Linked DNA regions of Mus musculus: regions 2, 3, 4 and 5 are each linked to region 1. Evidence: chromatin contacts called from public Hi-C, HiChIP or PLAC-seq and promoter capture Hi-C data. All regions are on one chromosome and are shown on one strand. The core of a region is the stretch at or near the end of the contact, and the rest is flanking DNA. Distances in the headings are between cores, read along the strand shown. Region 1 holds the start of Mthfsd (methenyltetrahydrofolate synthetase domain containing). Region 2 holds the start of Gse1 (genetic suppressor element 1, coiled-coil protein). Region 3 holds the start of Cibar2 (CBY1 interacting BAR domain containing 2). Region 4 holds the start of Gins2 (GINS complex subunit 2 (Psf2 homolog)). Region 5 overlaps Zcchc14 (zinc finger, CCHC domain containing 14).

The links. Promoter capture Hi-C pulls out the DNA fragments that hold promoters and counts their contacts. Hi-C and Micro-C count contacts between places; a contact is called where the count stands out from the background. HiChIP or PLAC-seq counts read pairs in DNA pulled down with a chosen protein or histone mark.
Region 2: a contact with region 1 is called in a Hi-C map of CD4 T cells, with 2.7 times the contacts expected there. The contact joins the promoter of Gse1 here to the promoter of Mthfsd in region 1.
Region 3: an H3K4me3 HiChIP or PLAC-seq map of forebrain shows a contact between it and region 1, with 5 times the contacts expected there. The contact joins the promoter of Cibar2 here to the promoter of Mthfsd in region 1. A contact is called at or near these places in 1 of 39 promoter capture datasets (pre-B cells), 6 of 484 Hi-C or Micro-C datasets (the G1E-ER4 cell line, cortical neurons and embryonic stem cells) and 2 of 115 datasets of contacts at active chromatin or transcription factors (embryonic stem cells and forebrain).
Region 4: a Hi-C map of CD8 T cells shows a contact between it and region 1, with 2.8 times the contacts expected there. The contact joins the promoter of Gins2 here to the promoter of Mthfsd in region 1. A contact is called at or near these places in 1 of 39 promoter capture datasets (pre-B cells) and 3 of 484 Hi-C or Micro-C datasets (CD4 T cells, CD8 T cells and the N1E-115 cell line).
Region 5: a contact with region 1 is called in a promoter capture Hi-C map of neural stem cells. The contact joins the enhancer-like site here to the promoter of Mthfsd in region 1. A contact is called at or near these places in 4 of 39 promoter capture datasets (the 3T3-L1 cell line, cranial neural crest, hippocampal neurons and 1 more), 1 of 15 datasets of contacts at CTCF or cohesin (the NIH/3T3 cell line), 6 of 115 datasets of contacts at active chromatin or transcription factors (craniofacial prominence, embryonic limb bud, forebrain and 3 more) and 3 of 9 other capture datasets (adipose tissue, embryonic stem cells and liver).

What each region holds. Positions count from the first base shown.
Region 1 is chr8:121,107,055-121,111,282 of GRCm38.p6, forward strand. It overlaps Mthfsd (methenyltetrahydrofolate synthetase domain containing), which reads right to left and starts at 1,283. Exons shown (of 9, transcript NM_001372381.1): 1 at 1,234-1,283. The coding sequence starts at 1,249.
Region 2 is chr8:120,535,555-120,539,456 of GRCm38.p6, forward strand. It overlaps Gse1 (genetic suppressor element 1, coiled-coil protein), which reads left to right and starts at 1,855. Exons shown (of 16, transcript NM_001145896.1): 1 at 1,855-2,008. The coding sequence starts at 2,002. 1700016A09Rik (RIKEN cDNA 1700016A09 gene) reads right to left here and starts at 2,172. Exons shown (of 1, transcript NR_151732.1): 1 at 1,338-2,172. It overlaps Mir7687 (microRNA 7687), which reads left to right and starts at 3,142; the gene lies at 3,142-3,200.
Region 3 is chr8:120,175,931-120,180,440 of GRCm38.p6, forward strand. It overlaps Cibar2 (CBY1 interacting BAR domain containing 2), which reads right to left and starts at 1,539. Exons shown (of 9, transcript NM_001033980.2): 1 at 1,384-1,539. The coding sequence starts at 1,403.
Region 4 is chr8:120,586,910-120,591,230 of GRCm38.p6, forward strand. It overlaps Gins2 (GINS complex subunit 2 (Psf2 homolog)), which reads right to left and starts at 2,166. Exons shown (of 5, transcript NM_178856.1): 1 at 2,017-2,166; 2 at 1,816-1,930. The coding sequence starts at 2,106. Gm10614 (a long non-coding RNA gene) reads left to right here and starts at 2,268. Exons shown (of 4, transcript XR_003947476.1): 1 at 2,268-3,145.
Region 5 is chr8:121,630,505-121,634,864 of GRCm38.p6, forward strand. All of the region lies in intron 1 of Zcchc14 (zinc finger, CCHC domain containing 14), which reads right to left. Among named protein-coding and RNA genes, the nearest start is that of Zcchc14, 19 kb to the right of the region's middle. Within about 2 kb of position 1,412, at least 94 of the 459 cell types and tissues checked have an H3K27ac peak or open chromatin away from gene starts, as enhancers often do. A contact at or near this core is called in the NIH/3T3 cell line, adipose tissue, liver and 2 more, where this site is marked.

The DNA of each region.
Region 1 (4,228 bases), core at 33-2,532:
CACCACTTGCATAGGAATTTGCGACCGAGTCAGACCAGCTTAAGATAACCAAAAGTATTAGTTTTCCCTCGAGCTCCCTGGCCAGTTGAGAGAAGCACCTTCATTTCTGCTAGGAAGCTGGAACACACTGAAACCAACTGTAAATCAATCTGTAGTCTTTCCTCGGCAGTGCTAGGGGTTCCTGCATCCCAGGCAAGCTCTCTACGAGTGAGCTACACACCTTTTTGAGGCAGGGTGTCTCTCTGATCAAAATGGGGCTTGAACCTTTAAGTGCTCTTCCTTCAGCCCCCAAATAGTGAGGTTACGGGTGTGCCACCAGGTCTGGCTAGAAGGTCATCTTTTGAACTAGTTAGTGATCCAGTGGGTCACACCTGGGGCTTTAAGTGTGCTAAGCAAGAACACTATCACTGAGCCACACTCCCAACATGTCCTTTAAACTGTTAAATCTTACAAATGACCTTACAAACCTCACAAGGCAGGCGTATAGAAAGTACATTTGTCTTCCTTGATATTTATAGCTGGTGCAAGCCTTTAATCCGAGCTCTTGGGAGGCAGAGGCGCTCTAAATCTCTAAATTTTGAGGCCAGCCTGAAATACAGAGTGAATTCTAGGGCAGCCAGGATTACACAGAGGAACCCTGACTCGAAGAAAACAAAACAAAACAAAGCACAAAGATGTATTTATTGTATATGTGCACCGCCAGCAACCGAACCGGCGGGGTGTGCATGCAGGTGCGGGAGGGCACTGGGTCCCTTCCCGTGGAACTGGACTTGTGAGTCACCGCATAGGCTTGCTGGGCCTTTCTCCCTCCTCTCTTCTCCACCTCCCTCCCTTCCTCTCCCGCTCGCTCTCCTCTTTCACTTCTCTCCTCTCTCTCCCTTCCTCCCTCTCTCTCCTGCTGGTATCACAGCGTTTGCACCAGCAGACCCCACTGACCAGCAATGGTTGCCTTCCCTACTTTCGCGGCCGGTGCACTTGTCGAGAACGCTTTGCAGCGCGGGCCGGGTGCCTGCTGGGCGAGTGCTCGCCGCCGCTGCGCGACCTCCCCAGCCTGGCTGGCTAAAACCTGTCCAGCCAAGCAAGGCGAGGATGGGACTGATCCTCCCTCCCGGCTGCCAGCCTCGGCGTCCCAGCCGTACCAGGCCGAGCCGCGTCCTCCCCCACGCATGCGGACCACGGGAACAACCGCGCCGTCCCAGCCTCGGTTTCCCCATCACCCTCGGTCTTCCTCACCCTCCTGGGTCTCCATGGCTAACACGTCACCGAGCGACGCCCCGTAGCATGTCCCCGCGCGCTAGTGACGCCAGACGCCAGCGCTTCGTGCTGCACCTGCGCACTGAAGCTAGTGACCCGCAAGGTTCGCGCACGCGCGGTTGGTGCAGTGGGCGGACTCCCGTTCTGGGTTTGGGGTTCCCTGCAGTAGTAGCACCGACGCATTAGAGGACCAGAGGTCACCGCTGGAACTGCCTTGCAACGCGGATGCCCAGGATTTCCCGAGACACACACGCACACAACACGCATACATTTATACCGTATGGAACATATAACACTCTAGGGCGGACGAGATGGTTCAGCGAGATAAAGGCGCTTGTTGCTAAGCCTGACAACTTGAGTTCGATTCTCAGGACCCACACAGGGTAAAAGGAGAAAAATGACTCCCGAAAGTTGTCTTTTGAGCTTCACAAGCTCTGTGTGTGTGTGTGCGAGTATGTATAGTACCTATAGAAACATCCCTTGAAATTCAAGGTTAACAAGGAAACCTGTTTATAGGAGTGGATCTAGGGTTTCCAACTTTCTTTTCTGTACCATGAATTGTACCAGGAACACGTGGTTAGACATAAAAATAAAGACTGTTTATAAAGGAAAGGCACTCCTGAAATGAAGAGGGTTGTAAGTCAGGGACAGCTTGGTCGATTTTGTGTGTGTGTGTGTGTGTGTGTGTGTGTGTGTGTTCCCAATGCTTGTAGTCAGCATACTGTGCATTTGGAGCATCTGTTGGGCTAAGGATGTACAAGTCTGCACTGGCCACTCAGCTCCACACATCCTAGCCTCTGATTGGGGGATGTGAGGGCAGCTATTGTCTGATTGGGGGATGTAAGGGCAGCTAGTGTCTGTTTTGCAGCTTTGCCTTTGCACCTTGAACAGACAAGGCTTCCCTGAACTGCCCTGTACCTGAGAAAGGTGGCGTCATGGGTGCCATCTTCACGGATTCCCCGGTTGGTTAGAGATTGTTAGCACTCAGTCCTTCCTGCCCACTAATCACCAAAATGATTAGTACACTTTTTTTTTTTTTTTTTTTGAGACAGGGTCTGACTATGCAGCCCTGGCTGGCCTTGAAACCACAGACCCACTTGTCTCTTCTCCCAAGGGCTGTGAAGTTGTGAGCCACCATGCCTGGCTAATGTTTGCCTTTCCTGCCCTTCCCCAACCCCAGCTTCCTTTTTCTCTTCCTCTTCCTCCCTCATTTCTTCCTTTCTTCTGTCTCTTCCTGTTCCTTTAGGTGTTTTGAGACAGGGTTGTACTCTGTCCTGACCTTGAACTCACAATCCTCCTGCCTCAACCTCCCAAACTCCCATGTGCTAGGAGTACAGCCCAGTGTCACCGCACCTCAGCTTGCATGTTCTTGCGTGTGTGTGTGTGTGTGTGTGTGTGTGTGTGTGTGTGTGTGTGTTTTGGAGTCATGCTTCCTATGTGTGCAGGTGTGAAGAAGCTGGTGACACCCTCAAGAGCCACCCAGCTTGTTTTCTGACCCACTGCCAGGAATCAGCCTGTCTTTGCTAGATTTTCAAGTGCACACTGACATACCCAGATTTTTATTTTTAAACTTTAACATGGGTGCCTCTGACAAGGCAAGCATTTTACTGACTGAGCCCTTTCTAACTCCAAATGCCTCTGACTGAATCATGGAGCAGTGTCCTGTCCGGTGTCCTCTGATTCCTAGAATTATCATTACTGTCAGATTGTCCTCAGAGAAAGGACTGGGATCTGGACTTTTCACAGCACCTTCTGCATGGACACCAGGCTGCCCCCCCCCCCCAGTCCCCTGAAACCCTCTCTTAGATTAAACATGCTTCCCTGGAAGAGGAGAGGACACCTCTCCAGCAGGGTTTTAACAATCATCTATTTATTTATTTATTTATTTTGGATTATGAGGCAAGACCTCAGAGTCCAGGACCTACATGTTGGAAGGACAGAGCTGACTTCTGACTCCTGGAAGCTGCCCTATGACCTCAGCACAGTCAACCTGGTGCGTGTCCCCCTCCCCCGGACACATAAATGCAAAACATTTTTTAATTAAAATAGGAAGAGATCCTAACAACATGGCGTCTAGCCTGCCCAGATTCCCTCTCCTTCTGCTGTAGTGTGGCCTGGCAGCAGATACAAGCAGTTCCCACCACACTGAACTGGCGTAGCTGGAAAAAAATGGAAGAGGGTAAAGGGCCGCGCGTGTCAAGTACCTGAATGTGATAATGTGATGGACGGCAAAGACTCAGCGGGTGCGATGGGCCTGGAGATGGTCCTGGCTGAAGCAAAGTGACCGTGATCCTGGCTTTGTCACTCCTAAAGGTAAAGCAGGTGCCATGTCCAGGCAGTGGCTTGATCCCCACCGTGCCCCGGCTCTGCCCAGTCCATGTGCATCTTATTGTCCCAGAATCCATCTTCTTGTCACTTTGAGACACTAGTCCAAACTGGGGAGGTTGAGTACAGCTCTCAGCTATTCATGGCCTGAGTCTTAGAAAATCCCAGAGCAGTGGGAGAGGGGACCCTAGGAGGTTCTTGAACATTCTCCATCCACTGACTGGGGTGGAAAGACCTTTACTCTCTGCCTCATTTCTGTTCTATTTTCAGAATTATAATGATATTTTGATTTTTAAAATTTTCCTAATTTACAGAAAAATCTCAGGGCTGCTACAATGGAGGCACTAAGTTCAAAAGCCCCTATTTTGTTACATTTTGATACATTTTGTTACATTCATGAGACTCCGGCTTCCTATTTCTGTCAGCTGTGATACTTAGTGTCCACTGTCAGTTTGACAGACTCTAGGCTCACTTGGGAGAGGGGACTGGGAACTTGTGTGTGGGGGGATTATCTTGGAGGCATTAATTGGGGGTGGGTAGTGGGGGGGAGGATCCAACACTGTGGTGGGCATCACATTCCCTGACTGGGGTCCTGGACTGTGTGAAACAGAGCAGAGCTGAACACCAGCCCCCAGGTGGTCACCCTGGC
Region 2 (3,902 bases), core at 605-3,104, 570 kb before region 1:
GAGGAAGAGCCTGGTGTTGTTACCTGGGGAACCTGGCCCGCAGGCAGCGCGGCCAGGTGCGAGCTGCTCATTTACATGTTGTCCCCTCCCCACCCCCCCAAGCCAGTAATCCAGGTGGGAAAGGGGTTGGACCAGCCCGGGAGGTTTTTCATTTTGTTTTTACGGCTCGAGGCCAGTTGTTTCTCCTGACACCTCCCTGTCCCCCCTCCCCCCTCCCGCGTGCGATTCCCGACGGGTAAAGGCGCCTCTCCCCGCCCCCACTCCTGGGGAGCCCGGCGCATCCTCCTGGTCTCCAGCGTCGTAAACTTGCGGAGGCCACGCTGCCCCGGGCGACGCGAACTAACGCGTGGACCAAAGGCCGCGCAGCGCGTGTGTGGGGCCAGGGACCCGGTGGCCGCAGGTAGGAGCAGCAACTCCGCCCTCCCTCGCCCGCCCGTTTCCCTTGTCGTTTGTGGTCGGCCAGGGGCTTGTGCAAGACTGGCCCGGCGTGCGCCCCCGCCCCGCGGCATCGGCGGCTTCTGCTGGCGCGGGCCCCGAGCGCTGCCCGCCGCCGGCGTCATCGGGAACAGATGGACGGGGGGTGCTGGCGCCCGCGCTCGCTCCCGGCGCTGTCCCGGCTGGCGCGGGAGGGAGGAAGGCGGGGGAGGCAGCGCGCGCCTGCGGAGCACTGCGCGGGCATGTCCCGGGGCAGGTTTGGGGCTGGCACCGCGGTGGAAAGTTGAGACCCGCAGCGGCGCTGAGGTTCCCCCCCCAACCCCCCCGGTGCGGTGGCCTCCGGGCTTGAAAGTCTGAAAGTGGAGGATCATTAAGAGAGCTGTGTAGAAAGGCCGGGCGGGGGAGACCCCGGGACCTCGCGACGACCTTGCCACCTCGATGGCTGCTCTCTGCGCGCTGGGTCCGGCCGAGGGTCCCCGGCTGCCTGGCTCGCGCTGTAACCTCGCGCTTCCCGGGTGGCGGGAAGGGGGTGTTTCTAGGGATCGGTCGCGTTGTGGGCGGGGACGCTGGGGCCCACAGTCCCTCTCCGCGCCGCCTGTGGGTGCCGAGGAATTTCAGGACGCTCCCTGAGTCATCCCCGTGAAGTGCCTGGGTGAGGTAGGGTGGGTGGGGGTGCCAAGAGTGGGAAGGCGGTGCGCTGGGGCCGGTGGCGCGGTGGGTTGTGCCAGTTTCTGGAGGCGGCGGCCTCGCCTCTGACCGCAACCCCAGCTACTTAATGATGCCCCTGGCGCAGCGGCGCCTCCGTGGACTTCTCGAACATGGGCTCTTTAAAGAACTAGAGCCCCCGCCGTTTGGCCTTCTCAAAAATTCCTTAAAGCGAGATGGAGACTTTGCAAAACTTTGGGACAGAGGCTCGTGGCCCGAGCTCTTAACATTAAGTCCTTTAAAGTTGTGGTAATAGATCAGGCATCTTGGAGATCGAGAGAGGCCAACGGCCTATATTGTGTGGTCCCCTCCACTCAGCACAAGGAAAGGCCTATCCCTCCCCTCTCTTAGTGGGTGGCCAGGTGCCAGGCACTGTTCCAGGCGCTTGGGGAGGCGGCTATGAGGCTCGGATATGGCAGGCGTGTTGTAAGCCACTCCTCCCTACTCTTGGAGATGAGTGGCCCGCGAGGCCTCTGAGAGATCCCCCTGGACTGTCCGGACAGCCAGGGTCGCCAGGAGCGCGGGGGGCGGCACCTACCCGGCGGGTTGTGACCGCGCTGGGTGCTCCGGGCGGTCTGTCGGTGCGCGCGCGTGCGCTTGCGGCTGAAACCCGACACCTCCCGCCGGCTGAGGTCAGGGCGCCGGGAGCGAGCCGGGGCCGGGGAGTGGGCGGCGTTGCGCTTGGGTGTGTCCTCAGCGGCGACAGCAGCAGGTGTTTCTTGGCCCAGGCCCCGGAAGCTCCACCTCCCCGAGCGGCGGAGCCGCCGCCGCACAGCCCCGGGTGAGATAAGCAGTTCAGACAAACCCGGGCGACGGTGGCTCCGGCATGTGTCAGGAGCGGTGGAGCAGCGGGGCCCTGGCATGAAAGGTGAGCGCGCGGGTGGGGGATGGTGGCGGGGGTTCCCTCGTTCTTCCTCTCCCCAAGTTTGTGGGCTCGGGAGGGGCGCCAACGGCCGGTGCCAGGTCCCGCGGGTGTGAGGGACGAGAAGCGCGGGGCGCGCGGCCGACCTGAAGCCACACTCGCGGCTGCGCGCGCGCGCGCTGGGCTCAGCCGGCTCTGCTGCCGCGGAAGTGCGCGGGGAAGTGCGCGGGGGCGGCTCCGGGGCTCGGGGTTGTAGCAAAACTTTGGATGGGGCGGGGGCGCCCAGGCAGGTGGTTGGATGGGGGGGGGGGTGCTTTACCTGGGGTGGCAGTCCAAGGGGCCTCCGAACCCCCCGCCCAGCCCTTCCCGCTCCGCCTGGATGCGCCTCCCCGCCCCCCGCGGCCGCGCTGACGGCGAGTGGCCCGCCCGAGTGGAGCCGATTCAATTATATTGCAGCACCAGAGACACCTCGTCGCCCGCCGCCTCTCCGGCAGGCTAATTAAATTCCCTTCTTGGAGGCGGAGCGGGAGCTGGGCTGCCCTCCCCGCTGCCCGCCTCTCCGAGCGCCGGGAGGTGGCGGGGGCCGAATAGGACTGCGAGGAGCAGGCTTGGGGCCGCAGGTCTGGGCATCGGAGCCGGGAGCGAGCAAGGGGCGCCCCCGCGCACCTGCCACCCGTGGTGGGGGTGCCAGCTCGAGTTGGGTCGGTTTGGTGCAAACCAGCCTTTGTCTTCCATGCATTTAAAGCACTCTAAACCCTTACTAGACCCCTGCGGTGCCTTATCTGTCGCGGTTGGGGCCCACACAGGTTGGGGTTTGAAAACAAGCGAGACCACCAAATGGAAGGGGGGAAAAAAACAAACCAAAATACAAGATCCTTTTGTAAAGAGGACCGGAACAAAAGGCGCAGCCTCGCTCTAGGAGGGAGCATCGGGCCTAAGCCGATTCCCAGCACTGGGGGACAAAGAGGCAGGAGGTCTTGGCTGGCCGCTTGGCAGTGTCTCAGTCTGAGACTGGTTTACCCCCTCTTCCCGAGGAAGACAAGGCCCCCCTGGCGAGCAGCCTTCCCTGGGCGTCCGTGTTACTTAAGCTTGGCTACTTAAGTGTTGCTTAGCCTGTGTTTACAGCCGCCCCCACCCGCAGGCGGGGAACCTGAGGCGCAGGCTGTGTCTGACTCAGCCACTCAGTCGCCCCGCCACAGGTGAGGGGGGCCGGGGCACAGGCTCCGACTGGCAGCGTGTGTCATCTGCTATGCTGGGTGTCACGCCCCACCGGGTGGACCGGAACAGGGTTGCTGGCAGCCTCCCTCGATGGGGCTCGCTGTGCCGAAGCCGCTTGCTCAACACTTCTCACAGCCACCGGGTCACGCCTGACCACCTCCTGGGGTGTGTGTGTGTGTGTGTGTGTGTGTGTGTGTGTGTGTGTGTGCGCCTTGATGGCTTGGTACAAGGTTGGCTTTTGTCGCCTGGTTTGGCAGCTGGAGCGGAGGAGGCTTGGGGGGAGGGGGCGCTGGTGAGCAGCCAGCCAGAGACCCGGGGTCAGCCACGCCTTCGGAAAGGAGGTGGGAGGCCTGTCCTGGCTTTGGGCTCTGTTGTGCCTGCCTTAGGGCAGGTTCCGAACCGGGAAGGCAGAGAGGCCAGATCAGGCCCTGACCTGTTGGGGGCAGCTAGTAGGATTCTGACCAGTTACGGTTGAAAAGGGGGTGTATATAGTTAGTTAACATTTTAAAATTACTAGGAATCAGGCCTTGTCAGGCCCCCATTAAGCTAACCTTGGGGCTGGCCTGGGGCGATTCTGATGCCTCCAGGTAGGTTTTTAATGGGGTGGGGGTGGTGGGAAGCTTCCAAAACAGCCTGACCCTTTGGAAGCCTCTGGTTGCTCTTGGCTAAGCTGTCCCTCTGG
Region 3 (4,510 bases), core at 289-2,788, 930 kb before region 1:
CACACACACACACACACACAATCTTAAACAAGACAAAAGGTCAGGAGTGGCCCCCACATACACCTGTAACTCCAGCATTGTGGGGCTCTGAGACAGAAGGATGCCTGAGTTTTTATCTGCCAGCCCAGCTCCTGATTCAGTGAGAGATCCTGTCTCAATAAATAAGCAAGAGCAATCGAGGGGACACCCAGTGTCTTCCTCTGTCCTCTGCACAGTGTGCACAGTGTTAGAGACACACACATACATAATTAATTTATACTCATAATTAAATTTATACTTAATTTATACTCCCTTCCCAGTGTCTTGCATCTTGCAGTCCATTTGGTACCAAGGATGCTCTGATAGGGAGTTGTGGACAGCTGTGATGGCTGTCACTGGATGCTACACGATGCCATCCGACCCCATCAAGCTCCCTGCGGAGTACTTGGGCTCTCTATCACCCTTACTCCTCTGCCTGGTCCCTTCTCCCTCCCACCAGCCCTGGGCTCCTCCACAGAGCTCTTTGCAGACCACTGACCACCGCATGCCACACGCTTGCCTTCTCTGACACACCTCCAGGGCTCATGCCGCCTCCCACACCCCGCATCCTGCCCACAGCCAGCGTTAGTGACAACCTGTGTGCTCAGTCTTCATAAGGGTACAGGAGGCTCCTGAGGCGTCCTGTCACAGTCCCCTCCCCTCAGCCCCAGGTCTTTCCTGTCCCTTGCTGCCCTCCCTTCTCTAGAACCCAAGCCCCTCTTGTGGCCTCTAGTGGTGGCCACTTGGCAGACCCCATAAGGAGCACTGTCTCACGCCTGCTAATGAGCTTCAACTTTGTAGTTTGCAAATGCTCCGCTCACACTTCCCTAGAAGAGGTTGCTATTGACATTTTTTTTTTAATCAAGTAAACAAAAGCCCAGAGATGCAAAGCATCCCGCCCAAGGGCATACAGCAGGCCAGACTCCAGGATGGCTGTCACTCATACACAGTTAGACAGGCAAGCAGGCCCCGTGGGTAAGGCTGGAAGCCAGCTTTTAAAGAGCATTCTGGGTGCATCCAGGACACTGGAAGTCTGAGTCCTAGGGAGACTCAAAGGCAATCAGGGAGGGCAGGTGACAGGGAGTCTGGGGCCATTAGAGGGAGCAGTGTCAAGGTCTGGGGCCTGGGTTTTTGGAGGGGTTCCTAGGGGGCAAGCAAAAGCAGGGAACAGACCAGAGAGTGGCTACACTTGCTCTTCACGCAGCACAGGTGAGGCCGACAGATCGCATTCTGGTAACCTCTATGCTTCAAGCCCTCCCTCCACTTTGAGAAGGGATGGCAGGGGGCTCACCTGCCCTCCTCCCCGATGTGGCAGAACGTGAGGATCCCACCTGCATACCCCTCCCAGCAGCGCAGGCTGCTCACCTGGAGAGGACGACGTTCATTGTGGACAGAGAGAGGCACCTGCTGCCAGGATCTTGGGGAGGATAAGGACAGGGCCCCAGGGGTCCCCTAGTCAGAGAGAAGGCAGCTAGTACTGGGCCCAGCTGTGTGGTCTGGCTAAGCTCAAGGGACTCTGCTGCCTGGTTGCCAGGCAACGGGCCATCCCCAGGCAAGCCCTGGGAGGAGCCCAGCTGGTTGCTGGGCAACCAGGGCCTCCCCTGCGGGGTGAGGAGGGCCAGCTTTGCCTTGGGGCTTAACCACTCTCTGAAATGAATTGGAAGTGGGACACAGAACCTCCACATGCCTTTGAATATGGTGTTCTTGGGGGTTCAAAGTGCTTGTAACCACCAGGAACGGACAGGGAGATCCCCGAAGGGAGCTTGCCTGGGACTTCACCCTGGACCCTGCTGTGTAGAGTCTCCTCCACCCTCAAGGCAGAAGGCCCGGTGGGCGGGGCGTGGGAGCCAGTGTCACTGAGGGTGGGGGGAGTAGACGGTAAAGGGAAGCGGAGAAGGTGAACCAAAGGAGTGCGGGGGGGGGGGGTGCGGGGGGACAGGCAGCAGCTCAGAGGAGTGCCTAGCGAATCAGGCAGTCCTGGGCTTCCCAGAGTATGCGACTCCCACTGTTAGACTTGGGGAAGGTGACTCCAGCGTCAGAGCACTAACACGTTGAGAGGTCTGCGGGTCACAGCCCCCGCCCCGCCCCGCCCGCCCCGCCCCGCCCCACTCGCCCCGCCCCACTCCCCTTTTCACTTAAGGTGCAAAGCAGGCCTGGTGGTGGAGGCAGAGAACCCAAGGCAAGATATTGATAGTTCCACGGGACGCCTGTCACACTGGGTCGTTTTTTTGTGTGCGTCCCAGCTCCATCATGCTGGGATTTGTTTTAAACACTTAGTAAGGCAGAAACATTACGGTCAGCTGCTTCAGATTCAAACCCCACGCCTCAGCTCTGCTGTGTGGCCTGAAAGCAAAGCCCTGGTCTCTCTAGTCTCCTAGACAATCGCCCAATAGGAACTGGAGCCCCTGCGGCAGGGATGAGGAGATAGGTGGGCTGGGCACTGGGAGCCGGGTCCCCTGTCCAGCGAGCCCTCAGAGCACACCTGAGTGCTGGGTCTCTGTGGCACATGTGTTATGCTCCCCTTTTGGGGGGCAGGGACAGGTTTCCCCAGACAACACAAATCTCTGTGTGTCCTTTACGGTACTGTGCCCTCTGTTTAGGGGCAGCCATGGCCCTGAACTCCTACCGGGGCTGTGCCAGTCCTGTGATTTTTCTCTCTGAATGATGCTCTGTGTCTCCTGGTCCGTAATCCCTCCCTTCTGAGGTGTTAGCTGAATTGAAAAGTGTCTCCCCAAAGTACATGTCCACCCTGGGTCTCAGAGCATCGCCTTACTGGAAACGGGGTCTCAGCAGACAGGCTGAGCAGATGAGTCACTCCGGCATGGGAGATGGGGCTCATTCAGAGGCTGCTGTTCCAATCTGCAGAGAATCCGCCTCCTGTACCCATTGACGGACTGTGGCTTTTCTGTCTGTGGGTGAGGGATGCCAATGCCCCAAGAATATGGCCAGCTTCTGGAATGCAGAGGTGACTGAATCCCACCTCTGATAGCCAGTGGTGGACGACTACATCCCTGCCTCAGTCTGTCTGGGGTCTTCTCTATCTTAAGGAATCGGTTTCCTCCAGACCCCAGCTATTCCAGTTAATCAGCTTCGTCCCTGTCTGCCCTGTACTATAGCCTGTGACCACCAGAGGGCGACAGAGACCACACTCCAGTCCTCCTGCTTAGGGTGGCGGGATTGCAGAGGGGACACAGGAGACTGGAGACACAGGTATGGCATAGGTGTGGAGGACAGACTGTGCGAGGTCTCGTCATTGGCTCTCTTGGAATCCTTGGAAACCTTATGAATTTGAAAAAATGAAAACTGTCTCGGGCTATGCAGAACTAAGACATGGGGGTCAGAGTGGAGGTTGGCCGACTGGAGAGTCACCAACCCGCATTGTCCAGGGTGGCCACTGGAGGGCGCATATTCTCTGTCCTTGTCTGGTTCTCTGTAGTCCCTTTCCTGTCTTTCTCTGTGTCTCCGTGTTTCTCCTTGTTTCTCTGTCTTTATCTGTGTCTGTCTCTGCCTCTCTCTGTCTCCCTCTGTCTCTCTCTCTGTCACTGTCTGTCTGTCTGTCTGTCTGTCTGTCTGTCTGTCTGTCACTCTCTCTCCCTTCTCACAATAGATGCACATCTTGCTGAGCCATGTGGGTCAGGTACACATAGCATGAGGCCCAGCTTATATCTCAGGAAGGCAAGGACACACATCCTGGTCACTCCCCACCCAAGAAAGGAGCCCAGCTACCATCTGGCATTCGCCATGCTCACAGTCATGTGTGTTACATGGGATCCTGTCATATCTGTAGGAAGTTTTCCCTCCAGTCCCGGGGGCATGTCACATGGCAGTCCAGGTGTCCCCCTCTTGCTCCTGGGTCCCTGTGGTATCTGTGAGGCAGTCTCTGGCAGCTACGTTCTTAAACAACTAGGAAAAAAGAGGGGGAAAACTCAAGTTGAAAACCCAATGCCAACTCCCAGCCGTGGTCCACAAGCAGAAAACCCAGGACGACTCTGAGCAGAACCTGAGGGCTCAAGTGCCTCTCAGTTAGGCTTTGGCCTTGGGTGTGCTGTGTGACCTGGGCAGTCACTGTCCCTCTCTGGGAAGCTCTGTGAGGCTCTGGAGTAGGAGCAATGGTCTGGGAGCTGGCCCTGGAGATACGGGTTATAAGAGGTCACCTCCCCTACCACCATCTTTTTACTGATCCACAGATTCCTAAAGCCTGCATATTGTGCCTGCTACATGACCTCTTGCCCTCTGTCAGGTGATCTTGCTGTCACACTCACCTCCTATTAAGAAGGATTTAAATAGACAGGTCAAGAGAAACCAGGCTGGACTGGAGAGATGGCTCAGTGGTTAAGAGCACTGTCTGCTCTTCCAGAGTTCCTGAGTTCAATTCTCAGCAACCACATGGTGGCTCACAACCATCTGTAATGAGATCTGGTGCCCTCTTCTGGCATAGAGACAGGCAGGATGCTGTATACATTTTTTATATATATATAAAAAATATATATAT
Region 4 (4,321 bases), core at 916-3,415, 520 kb before region 1:
CTTAAGAATCATCTGTCCTCTAGCCCAACAGGTCCCCAACAGGAGGTATCTGTTGGTTATCCTAAGGAAAACCAAGCCAGGAGGCAGAGCGCAGACACCTGTCACCCAGCAAGAGGGCTAGTGGAGGCAGGAGGGTCATCAGGTGAAGCCCTGTGTCAGCTACGCAGCAAGCAGGCAGCAGCCTGGGCTGCATGAGGCCCCGTCTCAACCAACCAAAGGGAAACACCGATCTACAGAAAGGCTCACACAACGGTACAAAATGAGACGTGACCTGGGGACTGGGGAGATGGCTCCATAGATAAAGGTGACTGTCACCAAGCCTGATGAAGCTAGACACTGTGGAAGGCCAGAACCCCACTCTTTAACACGCTGTCCTCTGCTCACCCCTGCGCCACACACGGCACATGTGCAGACACACGGACACAATAATGACTTTTAAGACTGGGAAACGGGGCTGGAGAGATGGCTCAGCCGTTAAGAGTAATTGTATCTCTGTCAGAGGGCCTGGATTTGGGTCCCAGCACTCATGTGGCAGCAACTACCTACCTGTAACCCCAGTTCCAGGGGATCCAGAGAGCCTCTTCTGGCCTTTGAAGGCACTGTGCGCCAAGTGGCGTACATGCATACATACATACAACACCCTTACGTACAAAAATAAAAAAAAATATTTCAAAATGGGCAGTAACCTAAATACCCATTCACAGGATGGGTAAGTAGATGCAGAATACTCATGCAAGAGAAAACCTAGGATAACAAGGTGATGGCCACGTGACCACAGGCCAACTGCAAACCACACATTTCCAGAAGACAGAGCCGCATGGCACACGACAGCATTCTGTTGACCTCAGATCCCAGGACAGAGAGGCCTCCTGCACTCCTGACTGCTCCTCTCCATGTAGCAAAGGCAATAGAAGTCTGTTCCCCTGCTCCCCAACCCTGGCCAGCAGACACTGGGAAATGGACTCAGGCTTTGGGGGACAGGGGTGCTAAAGATGCCCCTCAAGGCACAGAAACTGGGGTCCCAGTTTCAAGACTATCAGAGTCACCAGACAGTGGTGGCGCACGCCTTTAATCCCAGCACTTGGGAGGCAGAGGCAGGCGGATTTCTGAGTTCGAGGCCAGCCTGGTCTACAGAGTGAGTTCCAGGACAGCCAGGGCTACACAGAGAAACAAAAAAAGACAAACAAAAACAAAACTTGTTTAAGGTTGCATCTCTGTTCCCCAATCCCTACCTGTACTGGCTAGTTTTGTGTCAACTTGACACAGCTGGAGTTATCACAGAGAAAGGAGCCTCCCTTGAGGACATGCCTCCATGAGATCCAGCTGTAAGGCATTTTCTCAATTAGTGATCAAGGGGGAAAGGCCCCTTGTGGGTGGTGCCATCTCTGGGCTGATAATCCTGGGTTCTATAAGAGAGCAGGCTGAGCAAACCAGGGGAGGCAAGCCAGTCAAGAACATCCCTCCATGGCCTCTGCATCAGCTCCTGCTTCCTGACCTGCTTGAGTTCCAGTCCTGACTTCCTTGGTGATGGAAGTGTAAGCCAAATAAACCGTTTCCTCCCCAACTTGCTTGTTGGTCATGATGTTTGTGCAGGAATAGAAACCCTGACTAGGACACCACCCCACCCCCAGACAGGGTTTCACTGTGTAGTCCTGGCTGTTTGTCCTGCACCTCCCTCTGTGGACCAAGCTGGCTTCAAACTCAGAGATCTTCCTGCCTCTACCGCCTCTAAAGAGTGCTGGGACTACAGGCGTGCGCCATCACTACAGCCCCCTCCCCGTACAAGCCCGCCCACCCGGGCCCGGGAATGCTCACCCACATCCATCCATTCCGGAGGTAACAGGCGGCACTTCTGTCTCTGTTTCAGGTTAATGGCCAGCCACAGGGGCACGTCCACGGGTAAGCCGGGGTTGAAGGGCCCCAGGTCCCCCTGCAAGGACAACGCAGACCCCAGGTGGAAAGGAGCGGTGACCCGAGCATGATCCCAGGCCGCCGCCCCGTACCGCCCTGGCTCACCCCGATCAGGTAGATCTTGTCCAGACTGAAGTTCGGGATGATAGTCACCAACTCCTTTTCGGCCAAAAACTCCACCTCGGCCGCATCCATGTTGAAGAGTAGGCGGCCCAGGCCCGTTACCGCCCCTCCGCGACTCAGAGGCAGCGCCTCAGGCACTTCTTTCCCGCCACCGCGCGGGGCCCGCCCCTCGAACGGAAGACGTCCTGCGGCGGCCCTATAGAGACGTTGCTCTCTTCGCAGCCTCCAAGTCACAGCTAGTACAAACTCGCGGATTGGTCTGTAGGCGGAGCTGTACGCCGGCCCCGCCCCTCTAAGGCCTACCGATGCCCTTTCCAGTACTTGGGCTCCACGCTTCCTGAATCCTGATCCAGCGAGTTACAGCCCTGACGGCCCCGCCCTACTACGTCACTACCCTCTCTAGGCCCCGCCTCTGGCCCGTCCGCTTTTTTTCATTGGTCTCCGGGTCTGCCTCGACTCCGCCTCTTGCCCGCCTACCACGCTCACGGCCCCGCACCTACCTCGTTTGGGTCGGGTCTGTACAGCCCCGCCTCTTGCTCCCGCCCCTCCTTCGTTCGGCCTCGCCCCTCCTGCGCCCGCCCCCTTCTGTCCACGAGCTGGAGGCTGTGTACTTATGGCTTCTTGCTCCTTTGCGTCCTGCAGCAGGCTGAGTCCCTCGCCTGATTCCACTCTTTGAGGGTAAAGGTTTGGAGCCGAGTTTTCACCTGCGCGAAACACAGATCCAGGAATAAACGCATTCATCTCAAAGTCAGCTCCGGGTCCCCGGACATGGCTGGCTGGTCCACACAGACGCCATATCGAAGGAAGTGTTTTCCCTTTAATTTTAGTCTTTGCCCTTTCTACAGATGGTTTAAAAGCAATGAAAATGCGCCTCCCCTATCTGCTCCATGCAGATCCTTCGAGACAGAGCCCAGAATCAGAACTTTGGCAAACCAAACCTCAGGTGAGACTACAGGGACAAGTTTGCACACGTATTATCATTCTTTTATTATTGTTGTTATTGCAATTGTGAAGATGGAACCCCGGTCCTCAAAAATGATAAGCACAGCCTCTTCCACTGAGCTATACCCTGGAGCCTGATGCCCTCAAGCCTTCTGTACAGAGTGCCTTGGTAAGCCAACAGCCCTAGAGTCCTTGCATTAATATGGCCCCACAGGGGCATTTTGAATCAGGAGTCTTGTGAGGACAGCTGAACTATTAATAGGCATTATAATCAGGGTGACTCTGGCAGGGTGCCAGCAGACCAGGGTAGCTCCTGGGGAGGAATAGGTCACCTACAACTGGTAAGGACAAGAGGGGCTGGATCTGAGTGTGAAACCCTCACCACTGGGCGCTGAGGTGAGGTGTAATCTTAGTATTCCATAGGTGGAAGCAAGAAGGATCACCAGCTAGGGACAGCCTGAGTCACTCAGCATTTCCTATCTCAAAAATAAAGATATGCAAGGATAGGGGCGTACTCTAATAGAGGGGTTACCCCCTGTCTTAGTCAGGGTTTCTATTCCTGCACAAACATCATGGCCAAGAAGCAAGTTGGGGAGGAAAGGGTTTATTCGGCTTACACTTCCATGCTGCTGTTCATCACCAAGGAAGTCAGGACTGGAACTCAAGCAGGTCAGGAAGCAGGAGCTGATGCAGAGGCCATGAAGGGATGTTCCTTACTGGCTTGCCTCCCCTGGCTTGCTCAGCCTGCTCTCTTATAGAACCCAAGATTACCAGCCCAGAGATGGTCCCACCCACAAGGGGCCTTTCCCCCTTGATTACTAATTGAGAAAATGCCTTACAGTTGGATCTCATGGAGGCATTTCCTCAAGTGAAGCTCCTTTCTCTGTGATAACTCCAATTGTGTCAAGTTGACACAAAACTAGCCAGTACACCCCCCCCCCCCATGTACACAGCCCTGCTATAGTGGTTTAAATGAGAATGGCCCCCACAGGTTCTTAGATTTGAATGCTTGGTCCCCAGTTGGTGGAACTGTTTGGGAAGGATTAGGAGGTGTGGCCTTGTTGGAGGAGGCATGTCATTGGGGGGTGGGCTCTGAGGTTTCTTTTTTTTTTTTTTTTTTAAATATATTTATTTATTATTATATGTAAGTACATTGTAGCTGTCTTCAGACACACCAGAAGAGGGAGTCAGATCTTGTTACAGATGGTTGTGAGCCACCATGTGGTTGCTGGGACTTGAACTCTGGACCTTCGGAAGAGCAGTCGGGTGCTCTTACCCACTAAGCCATCTCACCAGCCCGCTCTGAGGTTTCAAAAGCCCATACTGGGGGCTGGAGAGATGGCTC
Region 5 (4,360 bases), core at 162-2,661, 520 kb after region 1:
TTGACCAGGCATGGAGGGTATGCCTTTAATCTCAGTACTTGGGAAACAGAGGCCAGTCTGACCTCCTTTGTGAGTTCCAGGCCAGGCAGGGCTATATAAAGAGACCCTATCCTGACGACGACAACAACAACACCACCACCACCACAAAAGGCTCACTCTGCATCCCGGTGTTCCGTGGAGCACCACAGATGCCTATGAGCAACGTGCCACCCGCCAGTCTGTCTCTGTGAACTCCAACTAAACTCAAGAAAAGAAATCCCAGTCGCTCGCTCACTCACTTTACAAAGGCAGCTCACGATGGCCAGCTTCACCAAGAAGTTACCAGGAAGTTTAAGTTGGGCCTGGGAGTGTTGGCAGTGCTTACCGAGCACACACGACATCCTAGGTCTGATGCCCAACACTCCATAAAACAGAGGCAGGGTGGAGCAAACCTGCAATCCTAGCACCCAGGAGGTAGAGACAGAGAGATCAAGATTCAGAGTTCCCCTTGGTTATATAGTAAGTTCAATGCCAAGCTGGGCTGTATGAAATTCCGTCTCAGGAAGGCGGGCGGGTAGGCAAGCAAGGAGGGAAAGAAGTCAGTAAAGAGGGCTGGGCAAAATGGCTCAGTGAATAAAGACATTTGACTTACAACTCTGAGTTCAATCCCTGAAAACGAAGTAAGAAGATAGGAGGACCTCCTCCCCAGGGCTGCCTTCTGCCTCCCACATGCATACTGTTAGGACAGAGATGTACCCACACCATGTGCACACATGATACTAAATAAAGTTAAAGAAGACATCAGAGAGCACTTAAGTTTATAAAGCTACTATTTCACATATGCCCATGATCCCTGGCACCTGGAAGTCAGAACGGAAGGGCCTTGAATTCCAAACCAGCCTGGGTGACACAGCTGCAGACAAGACACACCCTTTTCAGGAGACAAGTTTCATATCCCACTGTGTGAGCAGCTCAGGTACAGCTTTTCAGTACATGGCCATGAGCCAGCAACAGCCCATCATGGTTGCTTGACTCCCACAGCTCCTGACCCTACATCCTGGTTCCAAGAGGAGGCCAGGGGTGTGCTGACAGTCACAGGAGACCAGCACCCCTATCACCAGAGAGCCACAAGCAAACCCAGCTCCCTACCCCAAGCCTACAGATGAAGACAGGGTAGGGGTGTGCGACAACAGGGGCTTGTCCTGGTGTGGGACCCGCTACTGAGACCCAGGCTGAGATCAGGACCACTTCACAAAGCATCAGCATGCCCCCTGGGGACAACAACAGGAAGCACTTCCTGTGTCCATGTAGAGTCAGCCCAGAGCTGAGGCTGCTGTCCCCAGGCCAGCAACTGGCCAGGTCTAGGTCAGGGCAAAGCTGTGAGCAGCCTGATGAAAACACAGGCAGGGAAAAAATGCTTTAAAAGTGATGACTCCAGGCCAAGCGCGCCTGTCAGTCTGCCGTCTGGCTGGCTGGCCTTCCTCCTCTCACCTCTTGCTCTTCTGTTTACACTGGACGCTGTCTTCAACTGCAAGTCTCAGAAACGCTGTTTTAGGTTATTTTTGGTGAGGTTAATTTATCCACATGACCGGCCGGCAGTTTGACTCAGATGCTCTCTGACTCACTTCAGAGTTTCAATGGCCCCATGTGCACATGTCCCCCTCCCATCCTGTGCAAGGCCTGGAGACTAAGCCAAGGTACCCCCTTCCCCAGATCTTCCTGTTAGTTCAAATCCTCTCCGAGCAAAGCACCTTCCTTTACTCTCACGGAATGGTCAGAGGTTCTGCTGCCTGGCTAACTGCCCTTTCATCATCATGGCTAAAACCACCAGCCCAGGCAGGCACCTCAGCCCATTTACTTAGCCCTACTCCTCACCGCAGCCCAGCAGACACACATTCAGTGCCTCATCTCTATGGGCTGTTGTTCATTGAGGGATCCGCTGCTAACACAACAATGCCTTCCATTTAGACACTAGGCAGGCATCTGTAGGACATTCAGCTACAGCCTGAGTTCCTATGGCCCCAGTGGCACTGATTTTCAGGTGGTGCTCTGTACTCCCCATCTTGCCCGGCTGGCATCACTAGGATCTCAGCTGCTCTGCTTGGGTGCCAACAGGCCATGGCTACAGGCAGATCTGATGCTCAGCACCTGCTCCAAGACCAGGACATCCTCCTCCCTCCTGAGGGCCACAGGAAAGCTCATGTGACCTCCAGTGCCGCTGCCCGTTCAGGAGTGCCTTGCTGGAGTGCAGTTTAGGTGCCTGGTCCCAAGCAGCAGAGCCCAGGTCTTGATGCACGCCTTCTAGGTATGTAGATAAGAGTGGTGTGTCCAGGCCTAGTATGTGAAGACCTTTAGGTCTCACCTCGGGGCACAGGCATGTAGCTTCAGATAATCAGGAGACTACAAGAGGATGGCTGGCTCAGGGCCAGTTCAAGATAGAGACTAAGTGCAAGACCAGTCTTGGTGACTTAGTTACAGCCTGTCTCAACAAGTAAAAAGGGGCAGAGTATCCCCAGTGCACTCAAGAGCCTCACCTAGAACATGCAAGGCCTATACTTGATCCCAGGACCATGACTCAGGTCTAAGGTAGACCCTAAAATTCTGCATTTCTGATACTGTGACATTTCAAAATAAAGGATTATGCCTGGGTCAGACCAAAGGCCTGCCCTATAAGGAGGGACATGAGCAGAAACCCCAGGCCATGTGGACAATCAGCCCAAATGGACATGTATCCCTTCCAGGTAAGTCATGGGGGTCATGTGGTTTCATGGCCAATGTTGGTCCCATCCCGACAGCTAATTATCCATTATCCTTGGATAAGGACAATGTTGAAAAGGTTTTCCTCAGATTGTCTGTCCTGTGGAAAACCTCACACGGGCTTCCTGAAAGCTGCTGTAAACTCACTTTAATATTCATCATCAGGAATATAATCTTTAGAAATTTAAATTTTAGACACCTCTTTCTTTCTCTCTACCTATCTATTTATTTATTTATTTATTTATTTGAGACAGGGCTTGCTTGCTTTATTTATTTATTTATTTATTTATTTATTTATTTATTTATTTGAGACAGGGTTTCTCTGTGTAGCCCTGGCTGTCCTGGAACTCACTCTGTAGACCAGGCTGGCCTCGAACTCAGAAATCTGCCTGCCTCTGCCTCCCAAGTGCTGGGATTAAAGGCGGGCGCCACCACGCCTGGCCTAGACACCACTGTCAAAGAGCACATGCTCTTTACAATTAGATTTCTGGAAGTACAGCCCTCCAGATACAGACTGCCACAGGAAGCTGACCAGAGGAAACCTGGGCTTCCTGCAGCCCAGCACCATTGCTCCAACAGGGGATGGTAGTGAGCTGCTGGAGTAGGAGCCGCCATCAGCCCACATAACAGACCAAATCGTCCCCACATTACAAATAAAACTCAAGCACAGCTCCCAACATTTTGTCCAGGACCACATGCTCAGATGGGAAGGAAAACTGAAACATGGCAGCCACCGGAGTTGAGGGATGAGTGGGCACAGGGGCACACATCTAGGATCCTAGCAGTCAAGGAGGCTGAGGCAGGAGAGTCACATGTTCTAGGTCAGCCTGGGCTACGTAACAAGACCCTGTTTCAAAATAAACAGGAGGAAGAGGAGGCAGGGAAGATGGGGAGAAAAGAGAGTGGGCAGAGAACACGGCCTCACAGGGTGCAGCGGGCACACAGCCCTGCTCACGGAAGGGACTGCTCAGGAGATTCTCTGGTGTTCTGTCCCAGCCTCTTTCATGGCAACATGGAAATAATAGCAGTGGTAATTACAACACTCTTACTGAGCTTACCAAGCTGGAAGACTGATACTGGACACTTACTACTAAGGCTGTGGCACACAGTGTGGCTGAAGGCACCCTAGTGGACTGCAGTGCTGTCATGACTGCATGCTGTCACAGTAAAAACACAGGACCACACAGAAGGGTTGCAAGGCAGGGGTCCTACAGAGCTTCCTACCCTCCTGGGCACCCCCTGGGCACCGGGCAGAACTTGTAACAGCCACTCAACGTCCACATCCTGTGCTAGAATCCAGGGGGTCCCTCCTCCTTCAAACAGACCCCTGCAAGTCCATCACGACAGGCCATCACCTCTCCTAAAACTAGCGGCGACAGTTTAAGAAGTGGTTTCGTGGCCTGAACATCAGTAAATCAGAATCACTTCCAGACAGGCAGCAGGCAGCCAGGAGACGGGCACAGGTACCCGTGACTCCTCTGCACCTTCTAACCACCTAAAGCTACCTGGAGGATTCAGTAAATTCCTAAGCTGTCACAACCAGTGACAAGGCCAAGGGCTTGTATGTAGGAAGATACAACTCACCTTCACAGGGTGAAAACCAATGACATCAACATGCATCAAA